Regions from separate parts of the Macaca mulatta genome. Here region 2 is linked to region 1. Evidence: chromatin contacts called from public Hi-C data. All regions are on one chromosome and are shown on one strand. Each heading gives the region's core, a stretch centred on a gene start, on an enhancer-like site or on the middle of the called end of the contact. The rest is flanking DNA. Distances are from core to core; before and after follow the strand shown.

What was found. A called contact is a pair of places that touch in the nucleus more often than the background predicts.
Region 2: a contact with region 1 is called in a Hi-C map of CD4 T cells, with 7 times the contacts expected there. The contact joins the promoter of UTP3 here to the promoter of DCK in region 1. A contact is called at or near these places in 2 of 14 Hi-C or Micro-C datasets (CD4 T cells and fetal cortex germinal zone).

What each region holds. Positions count from the first base shown.
Region 1 is chr5:62,848,597-62,856,052 of T2T-MMU8v2.0, reverse strand. DCK (deoxycytidine kinase) reads left to right here and starts at 2,889. Exons shown (of 7, transcript NM_001257554.1): 1 at 2,889-3,034; 2 at 7,207-7,322. The coding sequence starts at 2,944.
Region 2 is chr5:63,164,157-63,171,612 of T2T-MMU8v2.0, reverse strand. It overlaps UTP3 (UTP3 small subunit processome component), which reads left to right and starts at 2,729. Exons shown (of 1, transcript XM_001105717.5): 1 at 2,729-4,746. The coding sequence starts at 2,887. The coding sequence ends at 4,323. LOC144341169 (a long non-coding RNA gene) reads right to left here and starts at 2,522. Exons shown (of 3, transcript XR_013417952.1): 1 at 2,347-2,522; 2 at 1,230-1,349; 3 at 825-966.

The sequences.
Region 1 (7,456 bases), core at 1,640-4,139:
AAGGTGTTTTGAAAAGTGCTTTTCCCTGTCTCTCCTTGTGTACCCCCAGGTCATGTAGGAAAATGGGAAATTATGCTGGACTTAATGCCAAAAAAAGCTAGATTCTTTGCTTCCCCCATTTACTTTGTTGTTACTTGAGACAGGGTCTCACTGGAGTACAGTGGCATGATCTTGGCTTACTGCAGCCTTGACTCCCTGGCTTCGGTAATTCTCCCACCTCAGCCTCCCAAATAGTTGGGACTACAGGCGCCCAGCTAATTTTTGTAGTTTTTGTAGAGACAGAGTTTTGCCATGTTGCCCAGGCTAGTCTCAAACTCCTGGGCTCAAGCGATTCACCCGCCTTGGCCTCCCACATTTGTATTTTTCAAAGTATACTCTTAAGCTTAGATGAATTCAAGTTTTCACAGCCAGAAACTGGTAGAACTGGTGTTTGACATCTTTCATTTTCCAGTGCTTAAACTCTTCATCATTTTAAGATACTTCCTGTGTGGGTCTTTTTTGTGGAAACCACACTTGGAGATTTCTACTCCTTGGAACCCCAAGCCTCTTTATGACATGCATCCAGGACCAGCTCTGCTTCCCTGTTGAATGTCTCAGAGACTTGCCTTCCTTCTCTCGGTAGCCGCCAGTATTACCATTTCATGAGTTTTCCCCCAAGCTTGGCGGTGGAATGTGATAGCTAGTAGCTTCCCCAGCACCTTTCTCCCAACTTCCTTGCTATACCTGATGACAACTATTCAGGCCTTTTCGATTCCTAGGATCTTGCTATTAATCACTATGGGGATAAGTAAAAGTAATACATACAAAATAATTGCATAACAGTAATATAGGGCAGTTACATAGAATGATACTTGCTGTTTAATCCTGGAAAATGTGATCGCCAAGGATTCAGATTTAATTTCTGCTCTTTATTTCTGAGGATGGAGTCACCATTTTCCCCTTTTGGCTACACATTTAGATCCTTTTCAGGTCTCATGGTAGTTGCAGTGTAAAAAAAGAATAGCAAGGCCTTTGGTTTCTGTAGACAATTTGGACCAGATAACTTCTAGACTGGGTAATATCCGGTTTATTAGTGTTACTGAATGGGAAGTCTTGACTCTGAATTGTCTGGGTTCTTGGCGTGTTGAAGAATTGAACAAAACGTAGAAACAAAGCAACAAAAGAAGGAAGCAACGAAAGACAAAGCAACAAAACGGAGTAACAAAAGCACAAAATTTATTGAAGCGAAGGAAGTCCTTCAAGAGTCCCAACTGCAGTGTTCTTAAGGTTTACTAGGCTAAAAGAATTTGATAGACCCCTAGGCAATTGATTACACCCTATGAAAGATTGGCCTGCGACCAATCAGAGGCTGAAATGGAGATGGCTGAGAAAAGCAGGCTGATGCGGAAACTTGTCTTTTTTTTTTTTTTTTTTGAGGCAGAGTCTCGCTCTGTCGCCCAGGCTGGAGTGCAGTGGCGCGATCTTGGCTCACTGCAAGCTCCGCCTCCCGGGTTCACGCCATTCTCCTGCCTCAGCCTCCAGAGTAGCTGGGACTACAGGCGCCCACCACCACGCCCGGCTAATTTTTTGTATTTTCGGTAGAGACGGGGTTTCACCGTGTTAGCCAGGATGGTCTCGATCTCCTGACCTCGTGATCCGCCCGCCTCGGTCTCCCAAAGTGCTGGATTACAGGCGTGAGCCACCACGCCCGGCGGAAACTTTTGTCTTGTAATCACAGGAGTGAAGGTGTGGCCTGTATGCTGCCTAGTCTTGCCTAGAACTGGCTGCACCTGCTGTTCTTTTGCTTATGCCTTAACCCTTGGTTACCCTAATTCCCTAGTCTCTTGCCTCATTAGGTCTTTACCCTGACTAAAAATGCACTCATCGAGCTGGGACAAATCCTACACTGCGTTTGTCCCAGCAGAGTACATGGCACATAAGTAGGCATTCAAAAATTCAACATACAGTACATTTTGTTACCTATGTGCCAGGTGTTAGGCAGGCTAACAGCCGAACAGAAACCTACCTACCCAACGTGCTAACTTCTATGCAGCATGGTCGTGCATCCAAATCAAATGGAAAGCGGTATGGGAGATCTGGAAAGGCTTCCCGTGGGTGGCATCTGACTACCTAAATTCCCATCCCAGTTTCACTTATTGACTTTGACACTTGGAACAAGCAGCCTCCCAGTGCCTGTTTTCCCACTAGTAGGTAAATGGGCTAATGACAGTATCTTCGCCACTAGACTGAATTAATGAAAAGCACATAGAGGAAGAGAGCCTGGCTCTCTAAGTGGGCAGTGCGATTCCCGAGGGCGGAACTTCGCTTCATAGTCTTCCTCTAGGCTGAGAAGCCAGGGTAAATCCATTTGATTTTCCTACCACACAGTGCCTTCTCCCCTGATGAGTTCAAATCTTTAAGTCTATCCAGTTCTGTCCAGACGCGTCTGTTCATCTCCAGCAGGCCCACTGGAGAGGCGGGTTTTCCAAAGCCTGGCACGGCCCACTGCAGATGACGCCCCCTGTCCTCCAATGCCCTCAGGCCTCTGGCGTCCACCCTTCCTCCCCACCCGACTCCGGAACCTCTTCCAGCGCCCCGCCCGGGCGCCTGGCTGCGAGGGTAGAGGCCTTCCGCCACACGCGCGGCCCCGCCCCGGCCTCCACGTGACGTGGCGTGCGAAGCGCCCATGCGGGGAGTCGCGCTGGAGGCGGGCTAGGGCCGAGGGGCAACCAGAGATCGGTGGGCTGAGGAGGGCGGGGCCACGCCACAGGCCCGCCCCTGTCCTCAGCTGCCTCCGCGCGCCAAAGTCAAACCCCGACACCCGCCGGCGGGCCTGTGAGCTCACTAGCGGACGGGGCAGGTCGGGATCTGCCTCGGCTGCGCCGCGAGCTCCAGTGCGCGTACCTGTGGCCGCCTCCCAGCCCTCTCTGCTGGACGCGCTCTGGGCCGCCACAAGACTAAGGAATGGCCACCCCGCCCAAGAGAAGCTGCCCGTCTCTCTCAGCCAGCTCTGAGGGGACCCGCATCAAGAAAATCTCCATCGAAGGGAACATCGGTAAGGAGCCTCCAGAAATGTGGGACGCAAGGCTGGGGTGTCGCGGCAGTGGCTGAAGCTTCCCTTCGCCGCATCTCTGTGCAGCTCCTCGGTGAGGGCTTTCCCTCCAGCCTGGCCGTGTGGACGCGCCCTCGGCTTCCTTTCCCACCCAGAGCTTCCTTCCCTTCCCTCCCGCGCCACGGGGTGACTGCGGTCCCCGGAGTCAGACTGGGCGCCAGGCCTGTGGTCTCTGTGAGGCGCGCTTTGAGCCTCTGCGCCCTCTTTGTTGGGAACTCGCAAAGGGAAGCGGGGGAAGGGTATCAGATTTCTTGAGGTGTAACTTACATTAAATTCACCCTTTTTAGGTGTACTCTTTTATGAGGTTTGACAAACATTATGCGTTTTACTATCACCACGATCGAAATACAGAACATTTTCATCACCTCAGAAAGTTCCTACCTGCTCCTTTGTAGTCAGCGCCCTCCACCCTTCCTATTCCCTGACACCCACTGATTTGATTTCTATCCCTGCAAGTGTTGCCTTTTCCAGAATGCCATATAAATGGAATCATAGGCTATATCGCCTTTTGTGTCTGGCGTCTTTCATTTAGCATAATGCTTTTGAAATTCATTCATGTTACTTGTGTGTGTAGTTTTTTTTTTTTTTTTTTTTTTTTATTGCTGAGTAGTATTCCATTGCATGGATGTACCATCGTTTATCGATTTTCTAGTTGTGGACCTCTGGGTTGTTTACAGTTTTTTAGCTATGTTATTACCGAAACATTATTTTAGCTATATTATTAACGAAACTCGAAACATTCGAGTACAAGAAAAGAGGTCTTTTATGATCTTAATAGCATGCAATTCCTCACCCCTTACTCCACATCCAAGTAAACATTGGATTATGATTCGAAGACCACTAACGTTTCTGTTAACTCAGATGGGGTGCTAAGACTAGGTCATTTTGCAAGATACACACCAACGTCCGATTCTTCTGTATTTCCAACCTCAGGAAACCTACCCCTGAAACTTCCTGTTTTGATAGATTTTTTTTTTTTTTAATTTTTTTAGCTCCAGGTTGGGTGCTGGTCATTCATGCATACAGCAAATTTTTAAAAATTCTTACCACATTCAAAGCACTGTACCTTCTTGAAAAAGACAAGGCAGGCAGATGCTTAGTATTCAAATCAATAGAAAAAAAATACATTCTCAAAGAGGACTTCTTATTTCATTGCTCCATAATTAAGGCACCAGTAGAAAGACCATATACTATACTTAGCAATGTAAGTTATTTGACGGTGCATGTTTACTAGTATGGAACCCCTGACAGTTGCTTACTGAATAAAGAAGACCATATATAAAGACAGGAGAAAGTGGCTGAACAAAGCCATCTGAAAAGTAAATTTGAGGCAGGGCATGGTGGCTTATACTTGTAATCCCAGGATTTTGGGAGACTTAGGCAAGAGGATCACTTGAATCCAGGAGTTTGAGACCAGCCTGGGCAACATAGTGAGAACTCATCTCCAAAAAAAAATTAAAAAATTAGCTGCATGTGCTGGTGTGCCTGTGGTCCCAGCTACTCAGGAGGCTAAGGCAGGAGGATTGCTTGAGCCCAAAGATCAAGGCCACAGTGAGCCATGCTCACACTACTGCACTCCAGCCTGGGTGACAGAGCAAGACTCTGTTAAAAACACAAAAACAAAACAAAAAAGTAAAGTTGAATGAATAACCCCTCAGATTAATACCACAATACCTTCATCCACTTTCCCTCTCTCTAATCCAGTTAGGTAGTATCATATTTAGAAATCTTTCCTCAAAGCATCTTTAATCTTCTCAGCAGCTGAAATAATTTCCTAATATTTCATCCCATCTCCAGTTTCTCTTAACTACTTCTGCAGCGGTCTTTTTGTATGCAAATCTCATGTGTTATCCCCTGCTTAAAATTCTTCATTGATTTCGCCTTTACCTACACTGAAAGGAGTTGCAAACTGATAGCTGCAATTGCACAATATTGGCCTGCACAGGTTGAAAAAAAATTTTAGTGCCCAGTGGCTCAGGCTTGTAATCCCCGTCCTTTGGGAGGCTGAGGCGGGAGGATTGCTTGAGTCCAAGAGTCTGAGACCAGCATGGCAACATAGAGAGAACTAGTCTCTAAGAAAAAAAAAAAAAAAAAAATTAGGCCAGGCTCGGTGAATCACACCTATAGCTCCAGCTACTCAGGAGGCTGATGCTGATGTGAGAGGATCGCTTGAGTCTGGGAGGCAGAAGTTGCAGTGAACTGAGATGGCACCACTGCACTCCAGCCTAGGTGACAGAGTGAGACTCTCTCAAAAAAAAAAAAAAAAAAAAAAGACCAGTTGTGGTAGCATGCACCTTTAGTCCTAGCTACTCAGGAGGCTGAGTTGGAGGATCTCTTGAGACCTATAGTTTGAGGCTGCCACGAGCTGTGGTTGTGCCACTGCCCTACAGCCTGGGCTACAGAGTGAGACCCTGTGTCTAAAGAAAAATAAATTAAATTTGTTGCTAACTTGAAAACATTTTGAGATTTCCCATAAACAGTTAAATTATTGGCTTTTGAAAAATCTGAAGATCTGTTAACACCAGGCCTGCATTTCTGTATGACAGCAATTGGTGTTTAGATGGAGCATGTTCCTTGCTATTTTTCGTCTCCCTGACACTGAGACTTTGTTAGTTACTGTTTATTATTGGTCTTGCACTTTTGTTCATGTCCTCTTCACCTTATTTGTCAGATCCAAATAAGCAATAAATGCACAAATTGTTAAGCTGTGCGTAAACTATTTTGCAATTCCTCTATTCTTCCTAGAATTTGAACTTGGTCGTTTTAGTTTTATATTTATATAACCCATCTTCTTATGTTCTGTGTTATTCAAATGTTCCCTTATGTTAGATGGATGGAGGACTTACCTGCTTCTCATTTTAGTAGTATGTTCAGAATGACTTTCAGCATTATAACGCCTGCTTGGCATTAGGAATTCTGTTAGTTTCCATGACTTTTAAAAGTATTAACATCAGTGTCTTTGGTTCTTTTTCTCCTTTGCCTTCATAGAAAATTAATTTAATAATTAGCTTATTTTCTAGCTCCCACTTCCCCCCAAAAAGTTAAGGAACTAGACGTGTTAGTCTGATTGGCAGCTCTAGCTAACTGTTATTACTCTGGTTGAACTAAATGTAACCGTTTTTACTCTTAGACTTTTTAAGTATGACCACATGAATTTTTCTGCTTGTAAGTAGTGTCAGAAGAAAGTTGAATGCTCTAGCCTTAAGTGCTTTCCGACTCTGGTGGATGCCTAATTTTTTGATTTGTTCCTTGAGTGCTCTTTCTGAATATCATGTTCTCCTTTCCCTCTTCCATCTAGCTTAGTGAATGTGAGGTGTTCTTTCTATATGCTTCCACTTCCACTTAACATTCTTCTAAATGCCATACAGTCCCTAAGCTTATGCCCTCCATACTAAATTTTGGTGGCCAGTGTTTTTCCCATGATTAAATCTAATTGTCATCCAGTTTATCTTGAAACGTTTTTCTCCTCTCCTCTGGATCCAATTTACTTTGTGTTTTTCTTCTGAACTGTCTCTCTGTGTCACCTTCTTATTTACTGCCTCACTCCTTTTTTTTCTCTGTGTATGATTCTTTAGAGTTCTTACAGGTTTTTCTTCCTTTCTATTGCCCTGTCTAATGTCCTAGATTTAAATATAGTTCTGCAAGCCAAAGGTAAGTTCTTTCTACTCTCCATGGATCTAATTTATAAGGAAGAGGAAGCTTTGCTTATAAGTATATGAAGTTATTTATATGTTCATCTGTGTGTGTGTGTGCATGCACACAGGGAAAGAGAGAGAACATTATGCTAACCAGAGATGTCTGATACAACCACATTTGCTGACTTCAGATATAAAGGGTGTGGTGGCCATTAGGAGTATTACCTCTAGGTCAAGACTGTCCCTACTACTAAATATAATGTATTGTTAAACTAAACATAATAAAAAACAAATGTGCTTAATGAAATTGGGCAGGGGGGCCTTTTAATTTTCTTTTAAAGAAATATAAAGTTGAGAAAATTGAATGTTTTGGGTTTTTTGTGTTGCTCACTATTGTAAATCTTGCAGAAGCTAATGACTATTTAACATCTTTTTTTCCTGACAACTTTCCTTCCTCAATTTTATCTTTCCTCACAACAGCTGCAGGGAAGTCAACATTTGTGAATATCCTTAAACAAGTGTGTGAAGATTGGGAAGTGGTTCCTGAACCTGTTGCCAGATGGTGCAATGTTCAAAGTACTCAAGATGAATTTGAGGTATGAAAATAAAATTTAAGTAGATAAAAGCCTTTTGGTTTAGAGGAGCAGTAGTACTTAATCTCTTGGCTTTTTTCTTTTTCAATAAAACTTTTCAAATCTCACTTTAGGTCTGTATCTTCATCTAGGTGGTA
Region 2 (7,456 bases), core at 1,480-3,979, 320 kb before region 1:
AAAAAGAATATTAAAAAAAAAAAAAAAAACCTGCTGGCTCTCATTAGTGTAGCTTGCTAACTCCTGAGTCAGATATTGCAATAACATAATAAAGATTCAAATTGGCTGGCCGCAATGGCCCACACCTGTAATCCCAGCACTTTGGGAGGCTGAGATGGGCAGATCACCTGAAGTCAGGAGCTTGAGACCAGCCTGGCTAACATGGTGAAACTCCATCTCTACTAAAAACAGATAAATTACCCAGGTGTGGTGGCAGGTGCTTGTAATCCCAGCTACGTGGGAGGCTGAGGCAGGAGAATCAACTGTTCTTTATCAAAAGGATCTGAAAAACTGGGTGAAGCGGCTTGCACCTTTAGTCTCAGCTACTCAGGGGGCTGAGGCAGGAGATCACATAAGCCCAGGAGTTCTATCCAGCCTGGGGAACATAGCAAGCACCTGTCTCTAAAAACAAAGGCTCTGAGAATGTTAGAATACAATACTCTCTGAATATGCATTGAATACTGCAACTCTGTTCTGATAGGAAATTTAATATTTAGTATAAACTAAATAATATTAATATGATCATTCCCATTTACAATATCCAAAATATTTTTCTAACTTATCTATAATAAAATATGCATTTTAGTCTTGAAGCCTGACTAAATTCTCAAATAATCTGCAATTAAAATGAACAATTAGTATTTGTTTTATGTGTCTAAATAAAACTTAATGTTTAAATAATGAAAATTTAACATTTAAAGCAAGGAAATAACTACAGTCCTAGCACAGATGTCATATTCTTTAAGCAATATTCCCAAAACAGCAATCTAAAGGTTATCTCTTACCCCTCCGTTCTCTTACAGCACTGGGTTTACATCATACACTGCCTTGTATTCCGGTAATCTGTATGAGCGTCTTATTTTCTACCTGATTATAAAGTCCTTAACTAGCTGATTCATCTTTGGATCCACTACTGTCTGTGGCATTCTGCAACAAAGAGTAAGCAGTTAATATCTGCTAAATGGCAAAATGTACTAAAATTTACATTAAGAAATAAATTCATGCTTACCATCAGAACATAACTTTTGCCCACATCTTTCTAAATTTTATTTTCTAAAATCTTGTAAAAATTTCAAAATGTTTCAGACACCTTTAGGCACTTGGAAAATGTTTAAAGTATCACTTTTCTAAAATTTTGCATTATTTCTATTAACCTAATGACACTATACTTTCTGCAAAGAAATTGTCACCTTTGGCCGGATGCGGTGGCTCACGCCTGTAATCCCGGCACTTTGGGAGGCCGAGGCGGGCGGATCACGAGGTCAGCAGATCGAGACCATCCTGGCCAACATGGTGAAACCCCGTCTCTACTGAAAATACAAAAATTAGCTGGGGGTAGTGGCGTGTGCCTGTAATCCCAGTTACACGGGAGGCTGAGGGAGGAGAATCACTTGAACCAGGGGATCGGAGGTGGCAGTGAGCTGAGATCGCCACTGCACTCCAGCCTGGCGACAGAGCGAGCCTCTGTCTCAAAAAAAAAAAAGAAAAGAAAAGAAAACAGAAAGAAATTGTCACCATTAATTTTATTTTATTTATTTTTTTGAGACAGAGTCTCCGTCTGTCGCCCAGGGTAGAGTGCAGTGGTGCGATATCGCCTCACTGCCACCTCCGCCTCCCGGGTTCAAGTGATTCTCCTGCCTCAGCCTCCCGAGTAGCTGGGATTGATTACAGGTGCCCGCCCCCAAGCCCTGCTAATTTTTTTTGTATTTTTAGTAGAGACTGGGTTGCACCATTGTTGGCTAGGCTGATTTTGCACTCCTGACCTCAAGTGATCCACCCACCTCGACCTCCCAAAGTGCTTAGGATTACGGGCGTAATCCACCGCGCCCAGCCATGTCACCATTAATTTTAGCAACATATCAAAAGTTCAGCTTCCAACCACCTACACTAAAAGGTATCATAATACTAACCCCGAACCTTGCATATGTAATGCCTAAAAACTTACACCCTGAATTACTCTAACATTCAGGGCAGACCTCCTCGAGAAGAGTCAGACCCTGCAGTGGGGCTCTGCCTTCCCACCGTCAGCCTCAGGGTCATCTAGGTTTATCGATCCCCATGGAGCGGGTCCCCGAGCTCTGTAAGCAGGGAGAGGGCGAGGGGGATGAGTAAACCCGAGCCGGAGGTCCGGCCTGCGCTCTCCCCCGGAAACCTCCCGCGGGATTCTGGAGTCTAGCGGCGCTGCCTGAGGCTGTGGTGCCCAGAAATGTGGTGGTGGGGCGGGGGGGTGGGTATGAGAGAAAAACAATCTGATTAACTTCCAGCCTGATAAGCAGAAAAGAGAAAACAAGGGAGCAGGAGAACTACACTAGCACACGCCTGCCGGTCGCAAATGCCAGGTACACGCGCAGTTAAAACTCCATGGAATGCCCCCACGACTTCTCCAGGGCGTAAAGCGCAGCGCCCTCTATTGGCCGTCTGGATCTCGCCTGGAGGTGCCGTCAAGATTCCGTCCGCCAGCCACGTCCAGGCACTCCAGAATAAGCGCATGAGCCCCAAGAAAGGGTTCGGTGGAACGGAACTTCCTTATCCTATCGTTTCCACACGGAAAGATTTTAATTCACCGGAATCGACTGGCGTCAAAGGGCACAGCGAAAAGGAAGTTGGTATCAACGTGACCTCGCCTAAGGGACCGAGCGGAAGTCCTGAATCGTACGCCACGCGGAGAGCATGCTGGGGGCCGGAAGGTAAAAGAAATTCCTGTAGCGGATCCTGAGTCTGCAAACTCTGGTGGCGGGGGAGCGCGCGGCTGTTTAAAGCCACGAGTTATCGGAGCGTCTGATTCCTGCACCGAAGTCAGAGGTGGCCGAAAGTCCGGAGTCGCTGTAAAACCTGAGATTGTGAGCCATGGTGGGGAGATCCCGGCGGCGCGGAGCAGCTAAGTGGGCAGCTGTGCGAGCCAAGGCAGGTCCCACGCTCACCGACGAAAACGGAGATGATTTAGGATTGCCACCCTCACCAGGGGACACCAGCTACTACCAAGATCAGGTAGATGACTTTCATGAGGCACGATCCCGGGCCGCCTTAGCTAAGGGCTGGAATGAAGAACAGAGTGGAGACGAGGAGGATGGCGAGGAGGAGGAGGAGGAGGTGCTAGCCCTAGATGTGGACGATGAGGACGACGAAGATGGGGGGAGTGCGGGGGAGGAGGAGGAGGAGAATGCCGATGATGATGGTGGGAGCTCCGTGCAGAGTGATGCTGAGGCCTCTGTGGATCCCAGTTTGTCGTGGGGTCAGAGGAAAAAACTTTACTATGACACGGACTATGGTTCCAAGTCCCGAGGCCGGCAGGGTCAACAGGAGGCAGAGGAGGAGGAAAGAGAGGAGGAGGAGGAGGCACAGATCATTCAGCGGCGCCTAGCCCAAGCGCTGCAAGAGGACGATTTTGGTGTCGCCTGGGTTGAGGCCTTTGCAAAACCAGTGCCTCAGGTAGATGAGACTGAGACACGGGTCGTGAAGGATTTGGCTAAAGTTTCAGTGAAGGAGAAGCTGAAAATGTTGCGAAAGGAATCCCCAGAACTCTTGGAGCTGATAGAAGACCTGAAAGTCAAGCTGACAGAGGTGAAGGATGAGCTGGAGCCATTGTTACAGTTGGTGGAACAAGGGATCATTCCACCTGGAAAAGGAAGCCAATATTTGAGGACCAAGTACAACCTCTACTTGAATTATTGTTCGAACATCAGTTTTTATTTGATCCTGAAAGCTAGGAGAGTCCCAGCACATGGACATCCTGTCATAGAAAGGCTTGTTACCTACCGAAATTTGATCAACAAGCTGTCAGTTGTGGATCAGAAGCTGTCCGCAGAAATTCGTTATCTGTTGACACTTAAGGATGATGCTGTAAAGAAAGAACTGATTCCGGAAGCAAAATCCACCAAGCCCAAACCAAAGTCTGTTTCAAAGACTTCTGCTGCTGCCTGTGCTGTTACAGATCTTTCTGATGATTCTGATTTTGATGAAGAAGCTAAACTGAAGTACTATAAAGAAATAGAAGACAGGCAAAAGCTAAAGAGAAAGAAAGAAGAAAATAGCACTGAAGAACAGGCTGTTGAAGATCAAAATGCAAAGAGAGCCATTACCTATCAAATTGCTAAAAATAGGGGACTTACTCCTAGGAGAAAGAAGATTGACCGCAATCCCAGAGTGAAACACAGGGAGAAGTTCAGAAGAGCCAAAATTCGAAGAAGAGGCCAGGTTCGTGAAGTTCGTAAAGAAGAGCAACGTTATAGTGGTGAATTATCTGGCATTCGTGCAGGAGTTAAAAAGAGCATTAAGCTTAAATGAAGTTTTTGCTTAGCATAAGTTTTTGGCAATTGTGGATCAATACATTTTTACTTTTAACTAAAGTGATTGTATTAATATATAATACTTTAAATTTTAAAAATTCTTGTCCACAGGGAAATTTGTCTGGGTTATTGGACAATTTATATTAAGATTATAAGAACTGTGGGAGCAATATGAAGGTGCTTGAGAAAAGAGATGATGTTGAAGTTTTTCAGTATTCTGTTAAACAGGTATTAGCTTAGGCAAATTTCACAGTTCATTGTACAGTGTTAAACTCAGAACATGTGTAACTTTTCACATAAAGAGAATGCACCTTTGAGAGTTATTTGTAAAGCAGCCTATAAAATAGTTCTGAAATATTTTATTTACCTAACTGTAATTATTGGGCTACTTGTTAATAAATGGACTTAATGTTAACATGGATTTCATACGTTCTGTGTGGTTTAAAAGCATAGGAATGAAACTTTGGTTAAAAGTAGAAAAAGGAAGATATATGCCGTAATTACATCAATTGTCAATATTTTCTCATAGTTCTTCATGTGGTAAATAAGATAAAAATCCCATTTCCCCTTCTTTACTGGTGATTTGCAGCGGTTGCTGCTTGTGCTTGCACTCCATTTGCTAAAAATTTGATATGATTACTACTAGGTAAGTGGTAACTAAGTGGCAACAAAGTTCCATTTTTACAGAGTCTCACTCTAGCCCAGGCTGGAGTGCAGTGGCAGGATCTCTCGGCTCACTGCAACCTCCACCTCCCGGGTTCAAGTGATTCTCCTGCCTCAGTCTCCTGAGTGGCTGGGATTACAGGTGCTCACCACCACGTCCAGCTAATTTTTGTATCTCTAGTTGAGACAGGGTTTTGGCTAGGCTGGTCTTGAACTCCTGACCTCAAGTGAGCAGCCCGCCTTGGCCTCCCAAAGTGCTGGGATTACAGGCATGAGCCATCACGCCCAGCTCAATGTTCCATTTTTCTTTGCTGCTACACTGGTCTCTAAGTAGAGGGAAGATGTCAAGGTGGTGAATGTAAAAATAGGATATTGCCAGGGAAGAAAATGAGAGGACTAGTGAAGGAAACCCACAAAAAAAAGCGCTAATTTCCTCATTGTGTCACTGTGTATTCAGTAAACATTGTGCTAGCTGCTAGAGATGCAGAGATGATGCATGATTAATATTTATTGAACACTTGCCATGTGCTAGTTGTACATCACCTCATTTAATCTTTAAAATAACTTTGCAAGGTGATACTATGCTCTTACAGATGAGGATGCTGAAATTTTGGAAGGTTGACCTTCTAAAGGACACCTTCTGGAAATCTGAACCCAAACTAACTTGAGCATTCATTCTCTTAACCTCTGGCTTACAGCTACTTCCTCAGAGTAGCACACAGGACAAATTATTTTGTTTCCTTATAAATAAAAGAGGTAGGTTGGAAATAAAAATAACAGTGCTTTCTAAGGTAACTTTTCTGAGCACTTTGTGCTTATTTCCTTATTTCTCATAACCTTATGTGGTAAATTCTGTTATCCGTATTTTGAAGATAAGGAAACTGGCAAAAAGAAGTAACTTTCTCAAGGTCACACAGCTATTAAGTGGCAGAGCCAGGATTTCAACCCAGCCTTTATGGCTTCAGAACCCAATTCTATACTTTTTATTTTATTTTTTATTTTTTTATATAACAGAAAAAATACAGGTTTTGGAGTTAAGAGGATGATTTTCAGTTACTTGATCTCTGAGTTTCATTTTCTTCATCTGTATGAGTCTCTATTATTATACCTACCTCAGAGAAGCCATAAGTCAGTGGTTAAGAGCAGACTGTAGTTAGACTGCTGGGTTGGGTCTTTTGTAGGGGGGGTTGTTTGTTTTGGTTTGGTTTTTTTGCAACAGTCTCACTCTGTCACCCAGGCTTGAGTGCAGTGGTGTGATCTCAGCTCACTGCAACCTAAACCTCCCAGGTTCAAGCAGTTCTGCCTCAGCCTCCGGAGTAGCTGGGAGTACAGTCCTGGTCGAACTCCTGGCCTCCCAAAGTGCTGGAATTACAAGCCTGAGCCACCACACCTGGCCAGAATACTGGGTTTCTAACCCAGCTCCATCACTTAGTACCTGGGATTTGGACAAATTAGTTGATCTGTCTGTTACTCAGTTTTCTCATCTAAAATGGGGATGATAGTACCTACTTTGTAGAGTTATGAGGATTAAGTGAATTAATGTATATAAAGCACTTAGAACAGTGTCTTTTAAGTGTTGGCTTATAAATGATAAATTAATAAGTTAGGGAGGAAAGGGTAGCATTGGATAAGCACATGAGTTACAGAAAATCTAGGACAGGGCAAAAAGAGAGGACATGAAGTTAGAGGTTGAAAGTATTTGGGCTGGGCATGGTGGCTAACACCTGTAATCCCAGCACTTTGGGAGGCTAAGGCAGGTGGATCACCTGAGGTCAGGAGTGCGAGACCGGCCCGGCCAACATGGTGAAACCCTGACTCTACTTAAAGTACAAAAACTAGCTGGGCATGGTGGCATGCACCTGTAATCTCAGCTACCTGGGAGGCTGAGGCAGGACAATCACTTGAGCCCAGGAGGCAGAGGTTGCAGTGAGCTGAGATTGCACCACTGCACTCTAGTCTGGGTGACCAAAAGACTTAGTCTCAAAAAAAAAAAAAAAAAGTTTTTGGTGTTCAACCGGGCATGGCAGGTACCTGTAGTCACAGCTGTCAGGAGGCTGAAGCAGAGGATTGCTTGAGCCCAGGAGTTCAAGGCCAGCCTGGCAATATAGTGAGATTCTACAAAATAAATTTTTAAAAATTTTCAAGAAAAGTATCTGGTGTTTTATATCAAATCCCTGCTATATTCGGAGATTATATGGGGGTAGAGACAATAGATTGACAGATGGATTTGGTAAGAAAAAAATTATGTTTTGAAGGAAGAAAAATCTTCCATTTAGAAAAGTGGAAAAAAATATGTTATATATTCCTTTAGAGACATCACAATACTTTATAAATATTCATTTTGGAGTAGCTAGGATGTAGATGGTGCTATCCTATATTATAAACATAAAACATGACTTTGATGTGAGTTAATGGAAAAATAAGTTGTTGGATATAATATTTACATCTTTCAAAATTTGTTGTTTTTA